2 separate regions of the Arachis hypogaea genome follow, and region 1 is linked to region 2. The links are chromatin contacts, called in public Hi-C maps. All regions are on one chromosome and are shown on one strand. The core of a region is the stretch at or near the end of the contact, and the rest is flanking DNA. Distances in the headings are between cores, read along the strand shown.

The links. A called contact is a pair of places that touch in the nucleus more often than the background predicts.
Region 1: a Hi-C map of an unstated tissue shows a contact between it and region 2, with 5 times the contacts expected there. The contact joins the promoter of LOC112775969 here to the enhancer-like site in region 2. A contact is called at or near these places in 2 of 8 Hi-C or Micro-C datasets (leaf and an unstated tissue).

The regions. Positions count from the first base shown.
Region 1 is chr19:151,220,297-151,227,150 of arahy.Tifrunner.gnm2.J5K5, reverse strand. It overlaps LOC112775969 (RNA-binding protein 2), which reads left to right and starts at 5,519. Exons shown (of 7, transcript XM_025819901.3): 1 at 5,519-5,867. The coding sequence starts at 5,789.
Region 2 is chr19:151,114,125-151,120,553 of arahy.Tifrunner.gnm2.J5K5, reverse strand. No RefSeq gene overlaps it. Among protein-coding and RNA genes, the nearest start is that of LOC140182419, 9.8 kb to the right of the region's middle. Within about 2 kb of position 4,618, at least 3 of the 3 cell types and tissues checked have open chromatin away from gene starts, as enhancers often do.

The DNA of each region.
Region 1 (6,854 bases), core at 4,270-6,769, 110 kb before region 2:
ATTGGTATTTTTGTTGGAAATAGGAATATTTAGTATAATTACATATGGGTGAATTTTTTAAGTGAGAAGTCAACACGTGGGAAGTATATTGAATAATTTCAACAATACTATAATACATTTTAAATGTCAATATTCAACCAAAACACCATCTCTCTTTCCATATTAAAAATAATTTCTGATATTATGTATGTTACTAGATTTTTGATAAATCTAGATATTTTCTGAAACCGTGATACTTTGACAAAGATATTACATCAACATGCTTTGATAACTCCGTACTTATTGTACTTTTTGGCAAACCGGCTTATATTACTGAGGATGAATTTTTATATTCCACATAATGATAATAAAGGAATTGCGTGATGCTGCAAATGTGAATGTCTTATAAAAAAATTACTATTTGACGTTAAATCTATTTTTTGTTGTTTGACTTTCACATTATTTTTATATAGGTTGGATCCTATGTTGTTCTGACTACTGTTTTTGTAGTTGATTCGATTCTATATCGATGGTATAAGTCCTGTGTTTGCAACGTGAAAGTTGAAGCTAATGTGGATACATATTTTTGTAATGGCGGTAAAAATGACGTGAATAATATGGTTGATAAATACGCCTCTATTTAAATTTATTTGTACAATATTTTTAAAGATAGCAATGTAGTTATGTAATGGGATAAGTATTGTTTTGGTCCCTAATGTTTGGGGTCAGAATTGAAATAATCCCTCACATAATTTTTGATTTAGAATCGTCCTAAACGTTTTATTTCCTATTAAAATCATACTTTTAACTTTTTAAGAACAAAAATACCCTCCACCACCACCAGCACCTTTACCACCACCAAATACACCAAATCAGATTCAAGAAGATCAAATCAGATTAAACAACATCAAATTCACCAACAAAATCAACACACAACAACAATAAAAAAAAATAACAAATCAAAATTAGACTTAGAAATAAAGACATAAATAGAAGCAGAAGAAGACACAGAAGCCGAAGAAGCAGAAGAAGCAGAAACAGAAGCTCAAGCAGAAGCAAAAAAGAGAGGGGGAAGAAGGGGGTAACGGCGAGCCAGTGACCAAGGGGGAGGAGTCGCCACCGTCACACGCGTCGCCGTCGCCATCGTGTCGCACCCAAGGGAGAGGGAGAGAGGGACGTGAGCCAGTGACCAAGGGGGAGGAGTCGCCGCCGTCACACGCGTTGCCGTCGAGGTGAGGAATGCGTCGCGCCTAGCCGTCGCTCAGCCTCGTCCCGCCGCGGGGTGGAGGTCGTCGCGTCGCCGCCGAAGAGAGAGAGAGAGAGAGAGAGAGAGAGAGAGAGAGAGAGAGAGAGAGAGAGAGAGAGAGAGCCCGCGATGATGGAAAAGACGCGACGATAGTGGTGAGTGCTCACCAGTGTTGCCACCGCTTCCATCTCCCCTCCCCTCTTCCCCTTCCCCCCTCCCTTCGCATATCCTTTTCCTCCTCCCCAACGCATTCTTTTCTTTTATTCTTTTTAAAATTTTATATTTTTTTAATTAAAGTAGGGGTAATTTAGTAATAAAATTAATTTTATTAAAAAAGACGATTTTAATATGAAATAAAACGTTTGGGACGATTCTAAATAAAAAATTACGTGAGGGACAATTTCGATTTCGACCCTAAATACTAAAACAATACTTATCCCTTATGTAATTAAATATATCTCTTTTTAGTTTATTTAGGAATATCTAAATTAATATCAACCATTAGTAGAGAACAAAAGAATAATTTATTAAGTTGTAAAATTAGCCATTTCAACATATCCCTGCAATAATTTAGACATTCATGGCATAATTATTTAAAAAAAATTTCCTAAAATTAGAGATAAAAAAATAATTATAGAATACTTAAGAGTCAAGATGGTTAATTTCCTCTTGAAATGACCTTAGCCAAGTATACATCTTGAATAAAATAGATTATTGTGAGGGATATGTGATAACGGTGATCACTTCGATAAAAATGCTTTATGTGATATTAAAAAAATTAATATATGCCAATTATGATTTTTCCTTTTTCCCTCTTGCATTTGGAAATAAAAAAGAGGCAGTATCATTTTAAAATTGCTTATCAAAGAGGTACGTTAGTTTTAGATCAAAAGTGGTAAGAAAGGGATATATGCTTAGTTTCAGTTTTGAATACAGTAAAAGAAACATTTGAAGAAAAAATATCGCTTAATTGAGATGGTCAATATAAACTGTTGTGAGCAATTAACTTATTTCGTTGTTGTTATGAAATTGTCTTTTTATTATCTACTTATTATTCAAATTAATTTGGATACTTACTTTCTTTTTGTTAAATTATAAATTAGTTCTTCATATTTTTGGGTTCAATTTGTTCTTTTTGGTATTAAGTGAATTTTTTTTTTGTGATTAAAAATTTAAAACAACTAAGTAGAAAAAGAAAAAAGTTCTAAGGGACTAAGAAAGTGCAATGCTGCGAATGCAATTTTAAAGCCGTCTTTGTTATAATTTTTGCTACTATGTTTGTATCTCGCAAGATTAAGCAAAAATCAACGTGTCACTTTTAAGTCATGATATTTCTGACTTTAAGCACCAAAAGATCAACACACTCATCATTATCTTGAGAATTGTTAACAAAAATGAAAGCCTCCTGACAATTCGTTTCGTAAATCACATCTCTTTACCCCAAGTTTCAGACTAAAAGAAATTCTTTTCAGATAGCAAACAACTCTCATTGAAGAATATTGTAGCCCGTTATTGTTCCCAAATAGCCTTGTTGCTAATTTTCGTTCCTGTCTCTGTTAACACGGGCAAAACCAATTTGATCCCTAAAACCAGAGTAACTAGCATTACAATTTATTTTAAAAGTACCCATCATAAAAAGAATAGAAACTCGTTGCAATTTAAAGACATTTCGAAACTCCTTCTCGAAGGTTAAAACCATACGAGCCACTTTAAAAGGAGGCCAAAGCTCATGATGATTGAAAATTTCATTGTTTATAGCTCTCCAAATTCACCACAGACTAAAAAAGAATCTAAAAAAGTGTTGTTTGCTATAGGACAAGAATCAGTTCTTCAAATCCAGAGGATGAGTGGAAATTTCTAAAGTCTGCCAAACAAACTGAGTTTTCGGACAATTCCGAATACAGTAGAAAACTGTTTCCCAGCAAGTCAAGCAACTGGGGCAACTATCTATAGGTGAAAGGCCTCTCGCAGACAAAGCCAAGCCAATAATTTGATCCTTTCCAAAACAAACTGACGCCAAAGTCAAAGCCAATCCCCTCTTTCCTTCCATCCAAACATCTTTTTACAGAGCCATAAGTAGCCATTATGAGCATCATAAACCTTAGACGTCCCACTAGACCAAGCTTTGCCTACCACTGAATCCGCTTCCACATCCGAGTTGTAGGAGAGAATGCTTTCATGCAAAATCTTATGAAAATATAATAGACCTTCTCAAGGTGCCACTCTCCAATCGATCATAGATCTAAAATTTGGAGATCCGAATAAAAAATGTGAACATAATCCATCCCATTACATAGTTGCCCCTCTTCCCTCCATTTAGAGAACTAAAATTTTTAGTTCAAATCTCTAATGTACCAATTAAAATCATCCTTTAAAATATTCTAAATTTTACACAGACTTCTCCAAACATAAGATCTGTTATCCGTAAAGCAGCTGAAAGCGTCACAAAAAAATGGTATTTAGCTGGCAACAATTAAACTCAAAACTTGACCTATCGTGTTTAAGCATTTAAATTAGGTTAAATAATAGTTTTTATAATTTTATTTAAACTAAAGAATGACAAGTCATGTGTTAACTGAAATTTTTATATAAAAAAAACATATATAAATTGGATTTGGTGATTTTTTATCCTACTACTACAATAATTTTTGTTGTATTTGATAAGAAGGCTACATTATTTTTGTGTTATTCTATTTTTGTAGATTTATTTTTTTCATACAAATATAAAAAGCTGGGATGATTGATCAGCCTCCGAATTTTACCTAATTATTGAATAAAAAATTTATATTTAAAGCGAAGTTTAATAGTAGAGATAATAATGAATGAGGGCTATTATACATATCAATTTTTTTGGTATTCAAATTCATACAAGTTAGTCAAAACCCAACAAAAACGACCTTCAGTTTAGATTGCGTGTAAATACCCGCTTTTCTAACTCTTGAATAACATAAACAGTTATTTTTTCTCAAAAAAAACTGCAATAATGCTCAAAATTCAAATAAGGATCAAAATCTTTGAAAATCATCGCGAAAAGTCGAAAGAAGTTGCGAAGCTAAATTCAGAAAGAATTATGAGAAAATGAAATAAGAAGATGAAGAAGAAGAAGCAGCAGAAGATGAGGAGGAGGAGGAGGAAGAGGAAGAGTTTTAAATTATGCAGAACTTATCAGCATACATACATCGAAAATTTTTAAATAATACACTCAAATATCTTCGTGTTACATCCAAATTTGTTGCAAATACAAAAAAATGTTTCTTGTAATGCTGCATTTTTTTCCTTATTTCTTTCTTTCTTTTAGTTGAATGAATATAAGTTCATCATCTTTCAAGTAATTTTGCAGCATTATGTGTTTATTCTTCTTATTTGTTTGATTTTTTTTATTCTTGTTAAGAGAGTAAAACAAGAAGAAACTTGAGAAGGTAAAACAAAAAAGAAAAGATGAATAAGAAAAGAAGAAGAAGAAGTAGCAGAAGATAAAGGAGGAGAAAGATGAAGAGTTTTGAATTATGCAGAACTTATCAGCACACACATACACCGAAAATTCTTAGACAATACACTCAAATATTTTCGTGTTACACCTAAATTTGCTGCAAATACAGAAAAATATTTCCTCTAATGTTGCATATTTTTTTCTCTTCTTTTTTTTTCTCGTTTAGTTGAATGAATTTAAGTTCATCATCTTCCAAGCAATTTTGTACCATTATGTGTTTCTTCTTTTTCTTTGTTTGATATTTTTTGTTTTTATTCTTATTAAGAGAGTAAAACAAGAAGACACTTGAGAAGATAAAACAAGAAAAAAAAAGACGAATAAGAAAAAAAAAAGATGATGAAGATAATGATGATGATGAAAAAGAAAAAGAATAAGTAGCAGAATATGAGGAGGAGGCAGAACAAAAACGTAGAGAATGAACGAAAAGAAAATGCAGAGAACACAGAGATAGAAAAGAACGTAGATCGTAAATGTTGAGAAAATTTGAAAATGAAAACGAAATTCTTTCGAAAAAGACAGTTATGTATTTGTGCGTTGATTAAAAAGTTAGTTAAATTAAGAGGAGCGTGAGGTGAATTAGGGTAAAATAATTTGTATAGACTTGTATAAAAAAATGACTTGTATGTGAAGAATGGTTGATAATGAATACTTATTTTACTTCGAAAAAATATAAAATGATAATTACTTACTAGTCTCAAATTAAACTTTGATTTTGATAACGATTTTAAAATTTTTTTAAGATAATAATTACTTTGTGTATTTTTTTTAAATATTTAAAAATATAAATACAAAATCTGTGCACTAGTTTGTTTAAATTTACAAAAGAGTATGGAATTAACAGTTTTTCTCTCAATTTCCCAACGGTGGCCTTGTTTAATTGTTTTTTTTTTTCTATTATTATTTTTTCCATCTTTCAGAGACTACCAAATGGGATCAGGACCGGTCGATTATTAGGGTATGAAAATTTGATTTCATTGCGAATTAGGGTTTGTGATTGACACCTCGTTCTTTGTCTTCGCTCCATCCAACCCCTGAAATCCATCAACTTTTGCTATTTGTCTCGATCTCTCGCCATGGCGGATGGCTTCTGGAATCGGCAGCAGGCGCTTCCTCCTTCTTCCGCTATGTTCAAACGACCTCGTACTGATTTCGGTTCGTTCTTATCCCTCCTCCCCCGCCCAAATCCCCATTTTTCTTCAATGATGTTTACTTTTCCCGTTAAATGTCACGCATCGTCGCTGAAAATTCGTTTTCAATTGTTCAGATGGCAAAAGTTGAAATTTTTTATTTGGAAATTTCTTTTCTTGTTCTTGGATTACTAAGTAGTACAATTAGATTGATCTGTGATAGCGATTTTGTGCTCCAAGGAGCTGAAATTTTGTTGAGGTTGTGGTTATCTGAATTGTGTAACTTAGGGCACGGGGGATGTGTTGTGAATTGTGAAAAGAGTAAGTGTTTCTGTGAGCTTTACACGGAGGATAGTTTTTATTTGCAAATTGAGAAGGGGTTTCATGATGATATCTCCTTTTAAGCAATAATTCTTGGATTCTTGGTAATGCCTTAATGGTAATCAAATTGGTGGGCGACTTTGTTGGTAAGTGATGTATCAATAGATTATAGCGCCTGCATATCTATATCCTGCCTAGTATGTTTTCCTTCGATAGGAATTTGAGTTACTATTGTTTTAGAAAGTTTAATAGGTGAATATAATCATACTAATCATTTCTCGCTTTTGTGCATGGTGAATTGGTAAAATATTAGTTTTTGGGCTTTCAATATTAGGATTTGATGTAAGAACACAAAGGATCCTGTGGAGTTTTGAGTGTCAATTCTGAAAACAGATGAGCTATTCTAAAATGAACAAGTTGGACAGACTAAGAATATAGAGTTGCTGCCTGTTGTATAGTTGGTTGTTCCAGTAGTAAGTTTGAAACTCCGGAAGGTGGAAGGTGCATCTTGTAGCATGGACGTCTTATTTTTTAAGAGTATTTTGCATTGTAATTGTGGGGCGTATGTGCCATTTAGTTTGTGAGTCATGTAGCATCCAGCATAATTTTTAGTTAGATGTGGTATTTCAGTGTTGTCGGTGATTATCATAGTAGAAAAAGCTATGGTGTATGATATTGTAAATAGATGGAA
Region 2 (6,429 bases), core at 3,369-5,868:
CTCTTCAACACGACGCCCTTCAACACGACGGCTCTGCTCCACAACGCCTCTGCTCTTGTGACGACACCTCAGATCTTCGACGTCAACGACAAGTGTTCTCCAACGTCGCCTTTGTTCAGTGAAGATGATGACAACTCTGCTCCATAGCTGGTTTCTGTTTATTGATGAAATTGATTTTAATATATATTTTGATTTTTAATTGATGAAATTGGGTTTAGGGTTTGATTTATGGGTTTAGGATTATGGTTTCTATTCTGTTAGTTGATCATTTTGAGTTCAAAGTTAGAATCTATTGCTGTAAAATTTGATTTAGGATTTGGATTTGTAAAATTGGGACATATACTGTGTTTATTTTGATTTTTCATTGATGAAATTGGGTTTAGGGTTTGATTTCTGGGTTTAGAATTATGGTTTTGATATCTGTTAGTTGATAAATTTGAATTCAGAGTTAAATTCTATTACTGTAAAATTTTATTTAGGGTTTGTATTTATAAAATTGGGACATCTACTGTGTTTATTTTGAACTGTTTTTTTAATATTTATTGATTCTATTTTTTCTTCCTTCAAACCTGTGGATATCCGCGGATATCCAAATATCCGGCGGGTACCAGGTCCCCATTACCCGTCACAGAGACGGGGCGGGGACGAAGAGTGTTTTTGGAGGCGGGGCCGGGGGGTGGGGGGCATGTCCCCTCCCCATTGGGTACCCGTTGCCATCCCTAGACACAAAAGACAATTGCTTCTTGATTAATACTATTATTCATAACTGAAATCAATAAATCACCGATAAAGTTAAAAACAACAGCAACAAAGCAGAATCAAAAATCAAATAATCATTTAACAAATAATCATTCATAACTAAAATCAAGAAATTAACACCACAGTGAAAAACGATAGCTCTCATAAACCCAATCAAAAACACCAATAGCACAATAGAATAAAAAATCAAATAAATCAGCAACAAAAATTAAAAACTAATAATAAATAATTACCCTAAACCCTGAAATCAATAAATCTATTAAGAAAAATTAAAAAACAGCAGACTCAGAAATAAGAAAAAGTACCAGCAGCATAACAAAGCTATTTTTATCAATAATTTCGACAACTCAAAACTCCTGTAATCTTATCAATGATTTCACATTGAGAAATCAGAAATTCAGAATAGAGCATAAAAGGAAAAACTCATGTGAGCACTGCTATTAATATTCGAGAGCAGTGGAGCGTGACTGAGACCAGGACGATGACGAGCGACGAGACGACAACGAATAGCTCGAATGGAGAAGCTGCGGGAGGATGGACGCTACGCAGAAATAAAACAGAGGGTTTAGATTTGGGACAAGGCGAAGAGGGAAGTCGCGGAAGCACCGACAACCACAGACAGCAGTGGTAAAACCGTTGAAGAAGTTAGGGTTTTGGTTTTGGGTTTGAAACTTTGAACTTTGAAGGAAGGACTTTTGGTTTTCTTTGCTAAGTGATGCATGAAGGAGAGGAGTTGGGGGAAAGGGGCGTGACTCGCGTGTATTTTTTTTTTTTTAAATCTATCAAAATGGTGTCATTTAGTAAGAATCAGCCGATTTTTAATTCGGTCCAATCGCTCAATTTTTGGCGGTTCAATAATTTTTTGTCGATTCTTCAATTGGCGATTTTAGATATAGAATTGGACTGTTGATATTGTCGGTTCTCGATTAAATCAATTCAACCGGTCGATTCAGTCTAGTTTTTAGAACCACGCTAAAAGCTGCTAATAATCTCGATAGATAGAATGTCATACTTACATCTCATTTTTTGGTTGGTGATGGGATTTAAGGGTGTAATAAAATGTCGCAATCTTATCATATGAAAATACAAATTACTTGTTCAAGTTTAATTTTTTCAAAAGTCACCCAGTCTTAGGTCCAGTTTGGATTAACAGTTTAATTAAGTTTCTTTTGAAAAAATAGCTTAAACAATAAATAATTATATTAAAAATAGTTTATATAAATAAGTTATTTTGTGTTTGGATTTTTAATTTTAAAAGAGCTTATTTTATAGAAATGTGATAAAAAGTAGTAATATTATGAGAAAAGTCATTTTTTTTAACTTCTTTATAAGTTTCTAAATAGCTTCTTAAAAAACTGCAATTCAATTTTAAAAATTACACCAGACATTAATATTACTACTTTTCATAAATAAAAAACTCAAAAAAATTACTTTTTAATATATGACAAGCAATGTTTGATGAAGAAATTTACAATGTCAAAATAGTATTTACACTTTCCACGAGGTTAATAAGACATAATAAAAATGATGAGTGCCAGCTAAATGAAAAAACTGAAAAAGTGAGAGCTTAATAATGAATTGAGTGAACAGATCTCCACATCTCATCAATAACTCAAACCAGCCATGTATATGTGTGATATTTGTCATATCCATTGTCTCATAATTCCTATACATGTCATAAATCATAATGCATAGTTTTATTTATTTAAATAATAGTTATACTATTCTACAACTTAGAGAGAGAGAGAGAGAGAGAGAGAAATAAAGCAGCCATTAGGAGACGAAACTTGATTAGCAACTTGCTATGGTAAGAATAATTATGGTGGTAAAATTGGAAACGAAATTATATAGTGGGAGATAGTATGGGGTCACCCTACTTTATCTAAGTGTCATGTGAATGTGATATATATAAAGAATATGAAAAGAAAAAGAAAGGACAACCCATAAGATGCTCAAATTAAGGACAAATGAAAATGAACAAATCTAAATTCCAAAGTGTATGTATCATACCAAGTTTTAAGCTTTTTATGAGGTCCACCAAGTTGTTTCATTTCTTTAAGCTTTCAACAAATCGTATGTTTATAACCAAAACTACAAGAAGATGGAGAAAAACTTAATCAACAAAGTGTTCCTTTATATATCTTAGTTATTTAATGCTCAATAAGGAATAATTAAACTTAAAACATTTTACTGTAAAATTATTCCTTAATGCAAGGTATTATCAAACTGATGAAATTAGATGAATCATTCGAGTAACTAACTAATTAATAACATAAAAATAATCTCCTAACATGTATCAATTTTGGAGAACGCAAATGCATTAGTTTTGGAGAAAATAGAAAATCCGACGTTCTTTAAAAATAATAGAAGTAACAAAAAAAAAATAGTAAACTTTGGATTTTTATTTTTTTATACTCTTATAAAAAAGTAATTAATAGATTAACATGTTAATTTTTTAAATTTGAACTATTTATATAAAATGTAACAAAAATGAAAAATACTAGGAAATAATATCTTTAGTATAAAAAAGAAAGAAAAAATTGACTAGTGTTAGCTAGTATTGATAAATGAAAAGAGCACTATACAACTATTTAGAAAGAAAAAAATATAGGAGACCAACTACAATATAAGTTAACTCAATCAATTTTTTTATTTTTAATTTTAAAATTTAAAACAATTAGGATAGTAGGATTTTTTTTTTTTTTTTGGTAATGAAACATACTTTTTAACTAGTTAGCTCTAAGTTAATTAGATCTCTAATTGGTTTCCTAGCTGGATGATTTAAAAGGTTAAGAAAGAAAATAATTGGAAAAAAAAAAAAAAAACTGGGACAGGTTGTTACTCTTAGAATGTATTTGGACAGGTTGAAAGCAAAATTGAAGTGATGCAGTCAATTTCACTTGGTTATGATATCAGTTTTCAACTTTATTATTTTGCACACGAGACTGGGTCCTGCAAATGAATTTGGACGTGTTTATGGTAACCATCACACAATGACGCCAATGGGTTATGAACTTATGAGTAGTGCCTATTGGTCAAAGTCAGCGTTTGTCCACACTTGACACTCCACAACACTCTCATTACATCACCTCAAAGTCTCAACACATGCTACACCAACAACTAATAATTTGTACAACTATTGCAAATACATGTATTTTGGAATAGGTATGTACTATAATGTATTTCTAAAACTACCCATTATCCAAACTACACATATTTACAATACTTCACACAATTAAATTTTCATGTAGCATTTGTGAAGTCTCAAACTATGGGATTGAGACTATTTATACTACTCTTTAATTATATCTGGATACTAGTATCGTGGTATAGATTAGGTTCGTTGTTTCTGAAACGATAAAAGGGCTATTTGAAAATTGGACTAGCATGTACAGTAGAAAATAAGAGCAGAGGGCATAGCTGGCTGGGTTCTTTGCAATGATCTGGAACATCTGGTTGGAACGAAATAACAGAATTTTCAAACATAAAGAAGCAGAGAACATACAAAGTAGGACGTTTTTGAGCTGTCAAAACCACTGATTCTTTTAGGTGTTGGCAATGCTGGGGATGCCAAGGAAATTGATAGGTTTTCTGGTTATTTTTGCTCCACTCTATTGTGTTAGCTTCCTTTGTTTCAAAAAAAAAAATTATATCTGGATACTAGTGTTTTTCAAAAAAACATTGTATTAGGATACTAGTATCCTTTTTTGGTATTTAGCCTACTAGTGTTATATAAATATAAGCCCATTTGTTGAAGTTACAGTTGGGCCTATGTTATATTATTATTCTCATATATAAAACTACTATGTTGGGTATCGGGTTCTTTGTCTTCAGATGCTAAGATGGGCCCTGCCTAAATTTTAGGCTAACCTAATATAACGTCCGATCGGTCTTGTTTGTTGATTGGGTATAACTGAGCTGGATACAGTAAACCGAAAACAAATTCAGCTGGTTTGACCCAAAAAAAAAAAAAAAAAAACCATTAGCAGGATACCGTTGGTCACCAAGAAAAAGGAAATTCATTAGGGTATGCATTAACTTATTAGCTAACGATAAACATTTAAATGAAGTTTCGATTCACCATAGATTAGCTTTTGAATTGTCGGGTTAAGAGATACCAGGTATATGTATGCGTAGAAATACTTTTGCACTATTAGGTAGCGTTTCGTAGAGAGATAGAGACGGAAAGACTGATACTGAGAGACGGAGATTTAGAGACAGAGACTGAAATAAATTTCAGTATTTTGTTTGGTGCAAAGTGGGAGACAGAAATTGAAACAAAAATGAAGTTTTAATTTAATTTGTACAAAGGGTAAAATTGGAATTAATTAATTGAAATGAGGGTATTTTAGGTATAAAATGTTATTAAAGTTTCAGTATCCATCTCTAAAAATTTCAGTCCCTTGTATCCCTATTTTTTGGAGGTACTGAAATACTGAAAAACTGAAATTTTGGGGACAGAGACAAAAATTTTAGTACCAGTCTCTGACCTAATAAACATGATACTGAGTCTCAGTCTCTGTCCTAGTACCTCAAAACAAATGCTACCTTAGAACTAAGGTTCTGAAAATCAAATCGATTATCGAACTGTTTCTGTTACTGATTCACTAGTTTAATGGTCTAATTGGTTTAACCGTGATTTAATCGAAAATTTTTTATAATAAAATATTCTATAAAATTACAAATAAAAGAAAAAAATATAGATACTTTTGTGATAATGATGAATGATGTGGATGACCATTTTCCATGATACTTAGTTTACCAAGAGTGATTGCATTTAATTATATTTGAAAAGTAAAGCTTCTTTGTGCTTATACATAGCAACATAATATGAAGCATATGTAACATAAATAGAAGCAATAAAATGTCATTCTCTCTACACTGCTAATAGTTTTACGCTTCTATATTTTATATTTATTCTACAACACGTTATCATCCTAAGACTCTGATCAAATTTTAAGAAGACTCAGGTAACAAATTTTCATTATGTCGAAACTCTCTCATCTTGAATTTAATACTCTTGATATATCTGGAAACAATTATTTATCATGGATACTAGATGCTAAAATCCATCTTGATTCAATGGATAAAGCCAAAGCCATGATTTTCCTTCGTCGTCAAGATGACGTATGATTGAAAAATGAATATCTCACATTAAAAGATGTTGTAGATCTGTGGAAAGACCTTGAAGAAAGGTATAATCATCAAAAGACGGTGATATTTCCTCAAGCCCGATATGCTAGAGAAAACTTTCTCGACCTTTCATGCCTCGAATGTGCTCCTGTAGCAGCAGTATCGAGAAAAAAGATTTAAAAATATTCTGAGCTAATTTCTTGCCTTCTTGTTGCTAAGCGCAACAATGAGTTACTCTTAAAAAATATGAAGCGCGACCAACTGGCGCCGCTCCATTTCCTGAAGCAAATGCGGCAAATCATAACCACAGAAGAGTTAAATGGCAAGATTTTGGTAGCAAGAAAAATTATGGAAGGAAAATGAATTATGTTCACAAGAAAGTATCTCACCAGAAGTGGGATAAAGAAAGAAACAATGGGCAAAATAAATCAATTGAGAATAAATATTTCCGTTGTGGTGGAAATGACCATTGGTCACGTACCTGTTGTACCCCAAGGCACCTAGTCGATCTTTATCAAGCATCTTTGAAAAAAGACG